Linked DNA regions of Sus scrofa: regions 2, 3 and 4 are each linked to region 1. A link is a contact called in public Hi-C and HiChIP or PLAC-seq data. All regions are on one chromosome and are shown on one strand. Each heading gives the region's core, a stretch centred on a gene start, on an enhancer-like site or on the middle of the called end of the contact. The rest is flanking DNA. Distances are from core to core; before and after follow the strand shown. Region 1 holds the start of BAP1 (ubiquitin carboxyl-terminal hydrolase BAP1). Region 2 holds the start of TWF2 (twinfilin-2). Region 3 holds the start of WDR82 (WD repeat-containing protein 82). Region 4 holds the start of POC1A (POC1 centriolar protein homolog A).

Region 1 (2,700 bases), core at 142-2,641:
TCAGGTGCCTGTCTTGTGATCCCATCTCTCCCTTGGCTTCTTCCCAGCAATGCCCAAAGTGGCCCTGAGCCCTCACTCCCCAGAAGCCCACTGGAGGCAGTCAAGTATCAGCTTCTGGCTGTGGTGCTCCAGGAGTCCATCCAGTATCCTTATAAAGTATACAGTTCTGGGATAAGAAAAGAAAAACTGGAACCAATGGCCCAGGACCAGGTGGCAACAGATGGTAAGGCTAGAACAAAAAAATGTGATGAGGAATTTAAACACTGATTCACACTTGTGAAGCCCAGGGCCCAAGTCCCAGTGCTGTCAGGGAAGTAAATGAAAACCCGTATCAGTCCCTTCTTTCCTGCGAAATAAAAGCAGACTTCTCCGTTTAGTCACTGTAGCTGTTCCTCCACACCTCTATTCTACAGGACCACCAAGACAAGACCCTGAAGATGGTCACCCAGAAAGATGCCTTGTCAGATGTCACACACCAGCCAATCTAGACGAGACCCCTATGTGGAGATTAAAACCACTGGCACACGAGCACATTAAAGCAGTAATAAATTACAGCTGCACAAAAAGGCAACATATGACCTAGGTCAAGTGAGTGGGGTTTCTGGCAGGAAAGTCAAAAGAGCAACTAAATTTATTCCAAAAGACGTTAGGAATTGAACTGGGGGAAAGAGGCTACCATCCAAAGGGAAGTACTGAGGGAAAACTGGGGGAAACAAAAATACAGTACTGGCTTCATCAGGAGGACACCCAAAGAGGAGGGATGCTTCCTTATATGAGATTTTACAAACTGGGGCTACTGGTACTCCCTTCCTTGAGGCGCACTCTCTCCCGGGCCCCTCCCTAGCCCTTGGGGTGTAAGGGGCGGCCCTGGCGCCAAGCCACTCACCCCTGGCATTTGCTCTGAAGGTCATAGATCTCCTCCACCTGCACCCCTTTGACACCTGCGATCAGGGAAGAAAATAAGTGGGGAAGGGCAGCCCCTGGCTATGGAGCAAGGGCGCAGGAGTGGGCCCCCACAGCCCAGAACTGGCGGGTAGGAGAGGCTCTTACCAAAATCTTCCACCAGGAGGGTGAAGAGGCCTGGGTGGAGCGACAAGAAGAGCGGGTGGTAGTCAGAAAGGCGCATCCCGGACCCACCCGGCCTCCCCAGCTCCCGGCCTGCCCAGTCCCCTCCTCACCAGGGTCGCTCTCCAGCTCCAGCCAGCCCTTATTCATCTTCCCGCGGGGCGGCCCCTCAGCGCCATGTCCAGGCCCCCCGACCCACTGCCGCCCCCGCCGGGAGCCCCCCGCCGCCCCCGGGGCTCCTAGCCCCCCACACAGACAACGGGCCCTGCCGCGTCACCCGCCCGCGCCGGCGGCATACGTCACCACGGCGCGACGGTCTCCACCCCGCTTCTGAGCTCGTCTTCCGCGATTTCGACTCCAGACGCCGGCGCTTGCGCGGGAGGGTGGGGCAAGAGGAAGGGGAGGAGCGAGGGCGGTGTTGAGTACCAGAGGCGCGCGAGGAAAAGGCGGGGCGAGATGGGGCGGGGCCGAGCGGAGGGGGCGGAGTGGGTACGCCGGTGGCGCGAGAAGCAGGGGCGGGGAGGGGCGGGCGCGCGGCCGTTAGCTCGCGGCCGTTAGCGATCCTTCCTTGCCAACGGTCAGTGCAGCGGTGGTCCCCGTGAACGCAGTTTCCCTGGGTTACAGTCCGCGTGACCCGGCTCTCGTTTGCGCGCTCGCCCCCTTCGCCGGCGCAGTCACCGCGCGGGGCGGCCGCCCGTGAGGTAGCAACCACGGCTTGTGACAACGAATAAAGCTCCAGGACAGCGGCTCCCTCGGCGACAGCTGGGCGAGCGGCCCCGGCCGGTAGCTGCAGGCGGTGTGCTACCGTGAGGAGCAAGCGGCGGAGGCGACCTCCGGCCCGGCCCCGTACCAGCCGCCCGGCAGGCGCGACATGAGCCTGGTCCGGCATCTATGGGATGCTCCTTGAGCCCCTTCTCCGGCTGTTACCTCCGGGGGCCGCTTGTGGCCACACCGATACGTATTTTCCAAATAAACCATTGTTTATTCTTGCGGCGGCGGGGCCGAACACGCTTATTTATTTTTAATTTTTTCAACAAGCTTTTACCCAGCACTTAGCCAGTGAAACAATTTGGTCACCGTTTCAAGGGAGCATCCGCTCGGTAGCAAACCTCGGACTGAGCAGCTTGTGGAAGCCAGCATCTGCAACGTCTCTCATCACACGCTTTGAAGATTGTTGCGTCTTCCTGTAACTACCAGTGTGCTCAGAATCCCATTCAAGGAACGTCTTGTCCAGCGATGCAAAGAACTGAAGTTTCAAGGTTTTATTTCTATTGCTAGATGTGCGGGACTCCCCCACTTACTGGGACTTGCACAATAGCCAAGTGGATCCCCTAGTGCACACCCTTCTTTCTCCTCTTCCAGTCTGTCTAAGGGCTTTTGTTGAGTAAGAAGCCATCAAATATCATTTACCAATGCAAGTGGCACTCGTGGATTAGAAGAGGAGATGGAGCCTTAGTTTTCTGAACAGCTAGTTGCCTGAGGAGTAACTAGTTTGTGCAGAATAGTGGTCCCTAAAGATGTTCATGTTCTCCAGCTGTGCTCTGAGGACATGGATGCGGAGTGTGTGTTCCTGGAGTGACCTGATTCACTCAGCTCTCTTAAGAAATGCTGTCCTTCTCTCCTTTGAGTAGACAC
Region 2 (2,700 bases), core at 84-2,583, 180 kb before region 1:
AGCTGGCCCAGACCCAGACCTCTGCCTTTTCTGGTCCTGTGGGCGGGGCCAGGGAAACCCTCTCAGGGCCAGCCACCAAGCGGCCACAACCGCAAGCAGACCAGGTGGTCAGGCTGGTCGATGATGATGGCCCCAGGCAGAGGATCCTGGCGTGGTAGGAGGAATGGCTGAAGGCCAAACCACTGGGCTACCTGGGTAAGCAGCCTGGGCCTTCCCCACAGGCCAGGTAGCCCTCCCAGGTCAGTGACACAGGGGGACATTGAGGCCTGGGTAGGGTCAGAACACCTGGCCCCTGGTCATTGCTTCTTTCCCATCCTGTATAAGGAGGAAACCAAGCCATTTGGGAGAGGAGGCTGATGCTCTGGGCTGAAGGAGGACCTGGCCTGGAATCTCTAGGGTCAGGAGCCTCTTTCCTACCTCCAGCCTGGAGCTGGGACCTTCCAATACCAGCTGGGGCAGACTCAGGAGATCAGAGGTCAAGGTCAGATTGGTGACTCTCCACATCCCATTTAGTTTTTCCCAGGCTGGTTTGTGAGGGTCCTGGGAGGAGCCAAAGGTCGGGGCTCCCTTCTCACACAGACATAAAGCAGTACAAACCAAACACCCATCCATGGTAACAAATGAACACTGAGATGCACTCAAATTGTGCGTGCACACACACACACAGACTCCCACAGACATGTGCATACAGTCACGAAACACTGATGTCTAAAGATGGTTCCATGCAACAGTGTCCAATCAAGACATTGCTGTATGTGCACGAATGACCCTAGATGTACACAAGCAGTCATATCCAGATGTGCACACAGGTCCGTACATACAAGTGCACATGCGTGCTCACTCCCTCAGATGTGCACATCCGGGTACACCCACTCCCAGAAAGGGACAAAAATACATAGATAGGCACACACAGGCACATCCACCCCCGGATGGGAACAGAGATACCTTCACCCCCAACTATGCCCAGTAAGTCCGCACCCCACTAAGATTTGCCCACCCCAGGCGACCCACGGCTGCAAGAGAACAGGAAGCTTCCCTAGGCTGGTGCCGGATCGGAAACAGGGGCCGGGAGCCCAGGAGGGGGCGCAGCCTCAGACTCTCCCTCGGCCCCCCGTCCGTCCGCCATCTGCCCTCACCGTGGATGCCGGTCTGGTGCGCCATGGCTCCGTGCCCCGCTCCGCCTGCGCCCTCAGAGCCCTCGGCTCGGCCACGACCCAGCTCGGCTCGTCTGGACCGGGAGGAGGAGAAGGAGGAGGAGGATGTGGCGGTAGCCTCCCAGCCTCGCGCAGCTTCCCGGGCGGTGCCGCAGGACCCGCCCCCAGAGCGCCCCGCCTCCGACGGGCGAGGCCGGGACTCGAGGCCGCGCGTGCGTGCAGTAGGCGCCTGGCTCCAGGTGGGCCCAGGGAGGAGCTTTGAGTGGTGTTTCCGCGCGCTTGCGCTTGCCTTGTTTCTGGCGGAGAATGCGATCTGCGTACCGCCTAGCATGTGTGGGCGCATGCACGTGTGTGTCAGTACACCCGGATCCGAGTGGTCTGTGGCTGGGGCGTATCCATATGAGCGCGCGCAAGCCTGAGTCCCGGTCAGGGGCCAGGTGGGTTTGCAGATGGGTAGCATCCTGGCGTGGCCTTGAAGCGGGGAAGGGGTTTTTCTGTGTGTGAATGGGCACCCGTGTGTTTGTGTGACATCTCTTTCCTTGGAGACGTTTCTTGGGCGGCTCCTGTGGCCCTGGGCACCTGGAGGCGACGCGCCTGAAGGCCCCGTCCTGACGGTGGGAGCCCAAACTGACTTTCTGCTAGACAGCCCGCAAATGAACAGTGTCTGTGGTGGCGAGTGCCCTGTGCAGAGGGTAAGGGGCCGTTAGGAGGAGGTGAAATTTGAGTGGAAACCTGGAGGAAAGCCTGGCAGAGGGGTGGGGAAAGTCTTCTGAAAAGAGGAGACTGCAGAATTCCCTTCGCGACGCAGGAGAAACGAATCCAACTAGGAACCATGAGGTTGCAGGTTTGATCCCTGGCCTCACTCAGTGGGTTAAGGATTCGGCATTTCTGTGAGCTGTGGTGTAGGTCCCAGACGCGGCTCGGATGTGGCGTTGCTGTGGCTGTGGTGTAGGCCAGCAGCTGTAGCTCCATTAAGACCCCTAGCCTGGGAACCTCCATATGCCTGCGCCATGGGTGCGGCCCTGAAAAAAAAAAATTCCTTGGAAATAGGAATTAACCAAGAAAACACATTAACTAAAACTAATAAGGTTATGTTCTCTATTCTAATGTCCATCACTGGATAAATTACACGACTACCTTAATTGCAAAGTCCTCCCTCCTACCTGGTTGGCCCCACTCTGCATCATTCTCTTTGTTTTTATCCCTGCCTGGCACATATATTTACTCGCTTATTTGTTTATTGTCTTCCCTCCACCAGTTTAAGTTTTTACCCCTGCTGTATCTCCAGCAGCTAGAACAGTGCCCAGGATTAGTAGGTGTTCAGTAATATTTTCCAAATTAGAAGTTCCCATCGTGGCGCAGTGGAAATGAATCTGACTAGGAACCATGAGGTTGCAGGTTCACTTCCTGGCCTCGCTCAGTGGGTTAAGGATCTGGCATTTCTGTGAGCTGTGGTGTAGGTTACAGACATGGCTCAGACGTGGCACTGCTGTGGCTGTGGTAAAGGCCAGCAGCTGTAGCTCCAGTTCGACCCCTAGTATGGGAA
Region 3 (2,700 bases), core at 153-2,652, 140 kb before region 1:
AAATGCGGTGCTTTCAAGATTTTGCAGAGATACAGGTGTGATGAGTCTCCAGAGGACTTGGGACAACCTACAAATGTCATGGTCTAACTAGGAATTTTGCTAAGTCCAAGTAGACCATAAAGTGTAACTTTAAAAGAAAGTGTTAAGAGGAAACATGAAATTGTTAGACGATGCTTTCTTTGTTCTACTGGGAGGTTCACATTCAGGTCAGGACTGGACCGCCAAGTTTGTACGTGTCTGGCAAAAAGGAAAAGTTTCAGATGTTGTTAAAAAGTTAACTATAAACGTAGGCTTCGGCACTGAGGGAGTAAGAGAACTATTTGGAACAGAAAGGAAAAGAAAGAGGGCCCAAAGAGGCACAACAAATAAATCCTGACAGCTAACAACTGCAACCCACGCGGCCTTCAGGCAGAAAGGCGGCGGGAAGCTGAGGGGCAGGGGATGGGCGGAGTGCCAGGCCTGAATCGAGGTCACCATGGAAAGGGCAGAGAGAGGGAGCTGCCGCTGCTGAATGAGGCAGCAGAGCAACCTCTGCAGTTCCGCGCGGGGGCCACAGCAAACCGGCACCTTCGAGGGAGTCGGAGGGGCGGAAAAGCTACCAGCTGAGGCCGCGGTGGGCGGACCGGGCGTTTAAAGGTCAAGGTCAAGGTGGGGTTCGGCCAGCGCTGCAAAAGCGCTCGCTGAGAAGGTCGGGGGCGGGGAAAATAAATACGATTATTATTATTATTATTGCTATCCTTATTTTCTAAAGAAAGAAAAAGGTCTCCTGGACAGTTTCGGAGTGGACGCGGTCCTGGCAGGAGCGTGTGCAAAACAGGCAGGGGGCCGGGCGGAGGGCGGGCCTCCGGACTAGCACTGGGCCTAGACGGGGATGGCGGGAGGGACTCAGACCCGAGCCCAAGGCCACCGCCGCACTCACTTGCCCTCCTGGCAGTCATAGAGCACGATGGAGTCGTCGTCGCTGCTCGAGATGACTGTCTCGCCGTTAGGGCTGAAGTCGAAGCAGTTAATCTTGTCCGAGTTCTCGCGGAACACCTTGGCGACGCGGAAGCTCCGCAACACGCTGTCGGTCAGCTTCATGGCGGCGGCTGCTAGAGGCGGCGGCGCAAGGCCGGGGCGGGGCCCGGCGGGCGGGCGGGCTGCCGAGGGGCCGACCGGGGCAGGACCGGCGCTGCGCTGGCGGCCAGAGGGAGTGCGGGCGACAGTCGGGCCACCTACTCCTCTTCCTCCGCCTTCTCGGGCAACACTCTTCTGTCTGAACTGTGGAGCCTTGCCGACCGTTCCCCCTCACAATCACCTCAGGACCAACAAGCGCGGCACCGGCTCATTGTGTCCGCCATCTTGGGGCGACAGGCAGAAGCCGAGGGCGAGGAGCCTCACCGCGGCGCAAGACGGGAAAGGGGGCGGGGCGAGAACGGCGGCGCGAGGCGAGGCGGTGACGTCAGCGCGGCCGGCAGAGAGAGTGGTGTGGCTGGGTGGCTGGGTGGCGGGGTGGCCGGAGGCGACGGTTCCCGGAACTGCTGCTGGGCGGGATGGGTGGGGACTCCCAAGTCCTTCCCACCGGAGCCCCAAGGTCTCTGGTGCCCGTGAGGCAAGAGCCTTTGTGCTGAATCGCAACCCGCCGCCGACACTGGGGCGCCCCCTGTAGGCCTCCCCCACCAAAGGGCGAGTGAGAGCAAATACTGCCCCTTGGGCTATCCCCCAGGAGGCTTGTTCTTGTTTTCGTGGGTTTTTGGTTTTTTGTTTTTTTTTGTCTTTTTAGGGCCACACCCGGGGCGTATGGAAGGTCCCAGGCTAGGGGTTGAATCAGAGCTACAGCTCCCGGCCTGCACCACAGCTACAGCAACACCAGATGCGAGCCACTCTGTGACCTACACTATAGCTCAGGGCATTGTGGGATCCTTACTCCACTGAGAGAGGCCAGGGATTGAACCAGCAACCTCATGGTTCGTAGTCGGATTAGTCAACCACTGAGCCACGAGGGGAACTCCCGTTCTTTTTAAATTGAGGTGTACTACACGGTAGACTGCATAATTTTTTTTTTTTTTTTTTGTCTTTTGTCTTTTGTCCTTTTAGGGCCACACCCATGCCAATGGAGGTTCCCAGGCTACGGGTCTAATCAGAGCTGTAGCCTCCGGCCTACGCCACAGCCACAGCAATGCCAGATCCAAGCTGAGTCTGTGACCTACACCAGAGCTCGCGGCAATATCGGATCCTTAACCCAATGAGCAAGGCCAGGGATCGAACCCGCATGGTTCCTAGTCGGATTCGTTTCCGCTGCACCACGACGGGAACTCCTAGACTGCATAAATTTTGTGGATGAATTTTTTTCATTTGGCTGAATTTTTTTTTCATTTGGCTATACATTAATGTGATCATCACCCAGGACTTTTCTTCAAACCTTCTTTAAAAACCTTTAAATCGTTATAAGTGGGTTAAATGAACTAATTTTAAGTGTTCAGCTACACACATTTTTATAAACAGTCATCTTTAAGTTTTAAAAACTTGTAGCATCAATTACAAATAACTTTTTAAAAATGGAAAAGTATCTTCTCATTCAACAAGACAGTTTTAAATTCTCTCAATATCCTCCTCATTCATATATCAACATAAGCTATAGATGCAACAATTCGTTCTCCCTCCAGCTCTAGTATTGCATCTTATACATTTTTCCATATTAACTTAAACCAGATTGTTGTT
Region 4 (2,700 bases), core at 144-2,643, 250 kb before region 1:
AAGACCAAAAAAAAAAGAATCAGAAACCTCAAAGAAACATCTTGGAGGCACCAGGGAGCCCAGCAAACCTACTCCTGAGCCAGAGCAAGGCCACTGCCACTCCAAAAAGCTGTAACCAGAACAAAGGCTCCCATGGCCCCATGCCCAGCTCCACCCCAACACACCTGCCAGAATCCTTTCAACAAGAGAGGGAAAAGCACAACAGGTGGGCCCAGAACAGAGCAGTAACTGCTCCACCTGAGCTTCTTGGAAAAACAAAGGTAACATAGTGCCCATCTCTAGAGGCAAGTTCAGATCCACCCTTAACCAGGGGACCCATGAAATCTTCCAACACCCTCTCTTCCATTCCTGCAACTTGCTGGTTCCTCGTCTCCCCCAAAGGGGTTTATATTTTGGGGTAGGGGAAAGAACATCAAATTAGGGTTCAAAAGGCCTGGTTCCTAAGGAAGCCAACAGGCCACCATCCAGCCACCTTGACTCTCAACCCAAGCCAGAGGACCAAGCAGGTTGAGGTTCAAAACAACCTCTCAAAAACAGGGGCTTCGGAGTGCTCCCCTCTGGCCTCCGAGAGGGCATCCTGGTTCAAGTTACACCGCAGGCCTAGGCCGTCCTGGGCATCCTGGGGCCTGCTGTTCCCACACGTCGTAACAGGGTGCACCCTCAACAAGCCCCCATTCAGCTACCCACTGCTCAGGAAAACAAGACTGAAGCCACACAGGCCCGGCGCTGATCCCAGGTCAGACGTCCCAGTCGGGCAGTACTAATGTCTCCTCCGCGGAGATACAAATCCTAAGAATAGAGACTGGTTCGTTAGCCCTGGCAACCGGCACAGGGCCTGGCTCGCAGGAGGCGTTCGCTAGATGCCCCGACCCATCGCACCCTGCACAGACTGTAAACTAGGGCAGGAGAGGACCGCACGGAGCCCTGCGCCCGGCCAGGCGCCCACTGTCCTCGTGGGGAGACTAAGGCCCGGGCGGCAGCCGCTGGCAGGAACTTACCGGGTAGGGCGATGCCATGGCGGGGCTGGGAGCGCCCAAGGCGCCGGAGGAAGCAGCGGCTGCCGTTGAGGCGCGTTCAGTTTCCGCGCCCCCAACCGCCGCCAATAGCAACGCGGGTCGCTTGGCCCCGCCCCGCCCACCGCAATTAAAGGAGACTGGGCGCCTCGGCTTTTTGCACCCGGGACCGGAAGGAGAGTTGACCGAGTCCACTGTCTCCGCGTCCAGCACCACCAAGCCAGGCAGCCTACGGACGGCGTCGCTAAAGGCCTGTGTCCACCGTCGCTCATTCCCCCTGAGAAATTAAAAAGCCCAGGATGAAGTGTTCGCCCCGCCGACGGGTAGTCCGGTTAAGGCTAAGGCGAACACAGCCTTCTGGGAAATGCAGTTCCTCGATTCCCGCATCCTCCTGTCGGGAGGAAGGTGGGACTACATTTCCCAAGATGCCCTAAGGCCTGATTAACCAACGAAAGAGAACCTTTTAGGATCCCGGAGATGGAGGTACTTGGCTCATTGTATCTGCGTCCTTTTTTTTTTTTTTCTTTTTTTTTTCCCGTGGGCGCGGCGCCTGGCACTTGGAAGTTTTTGGGCCAGGGATAGAACAAGGCCACAACAGCGACCCAAGCCGCTGCAGTGTCTACGCAGGATCCTTAACCCTCTGCCGCAAGAGAGCGCCGTGTCTGTGTCCTCTTAAAGCGCTCGGATGGCCGGCTTTTCTCTCAGTACCCCATTTACAGCCAGTTATTCACTCTTTGGGAATTCTTTAAGTGGTTCACTCCTCTGAACGCGCTTAAAACAAGTGTCGATTTAAAAGAACACAAATCGAGTTCCCCCGTGGCGCAGTGGAAACGAATCCGACTAGGAACCATGCATGGGGTTGTGGGGTCGATCCCTGGCCTTGCTCAGTGGGTTAAGGATCTGGCTTTGCCCTGAGCTGTGGTATGGGCTCCAGATGCTGCTCGCTTCCTATGTCTGTGGCTGAGGTGTAGGCCGGCAGCTGTAGCTCCTATTAAACCCCCCAGCCTGGGAACATCCATATGATGCAAATGCGGCCCTAAGGAACAAAAAATAAAAATAAAAGAACACAAATAACTCGGAATCACATCCATGGAGTGGAGAGGCCTGGGTTCTATTCCCAGTTCTTGCCTTGATTGGCTGTATGACCTCAGGAAAAATAACACTGCTCCGAGGCCCTGTTTCCACATTAGTAATATAGGAAAGGGTGAAGGCAGCCTGGCTCTCTCTTCTCCTGAGAAGCCTCTTGTAAACTACATGTAAATTATGTGTGTGTTTAAAAGAGGAGACAATCCAGAGGTCTGGCCACCAGAGGCCATCCTTGCTCACTTTTCTGCTGTCCCTCCACCTTTCTTCTATCCTGCCTAACTCTGGGCATCTTCCCAACCTGGATCTGATCTGAACTGGACATTTTTGCAAGATTTGGGATCCTTCCATCACCTACCCAGGCTAGATTGGCTACTAAGATCTGGCCAGGCCCTTAGGTTTCTCACTACATACTGAGACCTAAGATGATGTCCCTGAACCAGCAAACCAGAGCCCCGTTGAGTGAACTCAGAGACTGGCAGTGGAGGGACCTAGCATGTAGAGGGGTGAGCCTCTTCTTTGGACCTGGAAGGTCTAGGGCCAGACACAAGAAATAGATACATTTAATCCATCTTCACTGTAATTTGGCTTAAAATTGGTTCCT

What was found. A called contact is a pair of places that touch in the nucleus more often than the background predicts. HiChIP or PLAC-seq counts read pairs in DNA pulled down with a chosen protein or histone mark.
Region 2: a contact with region 1 is called in an H3K27ac HiChIP or PLAC-seq map of alveolar macrophages. The contact joins the promoter of TWF2 here to the promoter of BAP1 in region 1. A contact is called at or near these places in 3 of 5 promoter capture datasets (fetal liver, fetal skeletal muscle and skeletal muscle) and 2 of 2 datasets of contacts at active chromatin or transcription factors (alveolar macrophages and skeletal muscle).
Region 3: an H3K27ac HiChIP or PLAC-seq map of alveolar macrophages shows a contact between it and region 1. The contact joins the promoter of WDR82 here to the promoter of BAP1 in region 1. A contact is called at or near these places in 2 of 5 promoter capture datasets (fetal liver and fetal skeletal muscle) and 1 of 2 datasets of contacts at active chromatin or transcription factors (alveolar macrophages).
Region 4: a contact with region 1 is called in a Hi-C map of liver, with 5 times the contacts expected there. The contact joins the promoter of POC1A here to the promoter of BAP1 in region 1. A contact is called at or near these places in 1 of 5 promoter capture datasets (liver), 2 of 47 Hi-C or Micro-C datasets (both in liver) and 1 of 2 datasets of contacts at active chromatin or transcription factors (alveolar macrophages).

Annotation. Positions count from the first base shown.
Region 1 is chr13:34,552,147-34,554,846 of Sscrofa11.1, forward strand. BAP1 (ubiquitin carboxyl-terminal hydrolase BAP1) reads right to left here and starts at 1,392. Exons shown (of 16, transcript XM_005669632.3): 1 at 1,179-1,392; 2 at 1,051-1,080; 3 at 887-941. The coding sequence starts at 895. It overlaps PHF7 (PHD finger protein 7), which reads left to right and starts at 1,672. Exons shown (of 11, transcript XM_001928213.4): 1 at 1,672-2,324.
Region 2 is chr13:34,369,664-34,372,363 of Sscrofa11.1, forward strand. TWF2 (twinfilin-2) reads right to left here and starts at 1,334. Exons shown (of 9, transcript XM_013981767.2): 1 at 1,137-1,334. The coding sequence starts at 1,161. It also overlaps a transcript of TLR9 not described here.
Region 3 is chr13:34,410,788-34,413,487 of Sscrofa11.1, forward strand. WDR82 (WD repeat-containing protein 82) reads right to left here and starts at 1,403. Exons shown (of 9, transcript XM_003132249.5): 1 at 920-1,403. The coding sequence starts at 1,080.
Region 4 is chr13:34,306,703-34,309,402 of Sscrofa11.1, forward strand. POC1A (POC1 centriolar protein homolog A) reads right to left here and starts at 1,394. Exons shown (of 11, transcript XM_021068878.1): 1 at 999-1,394.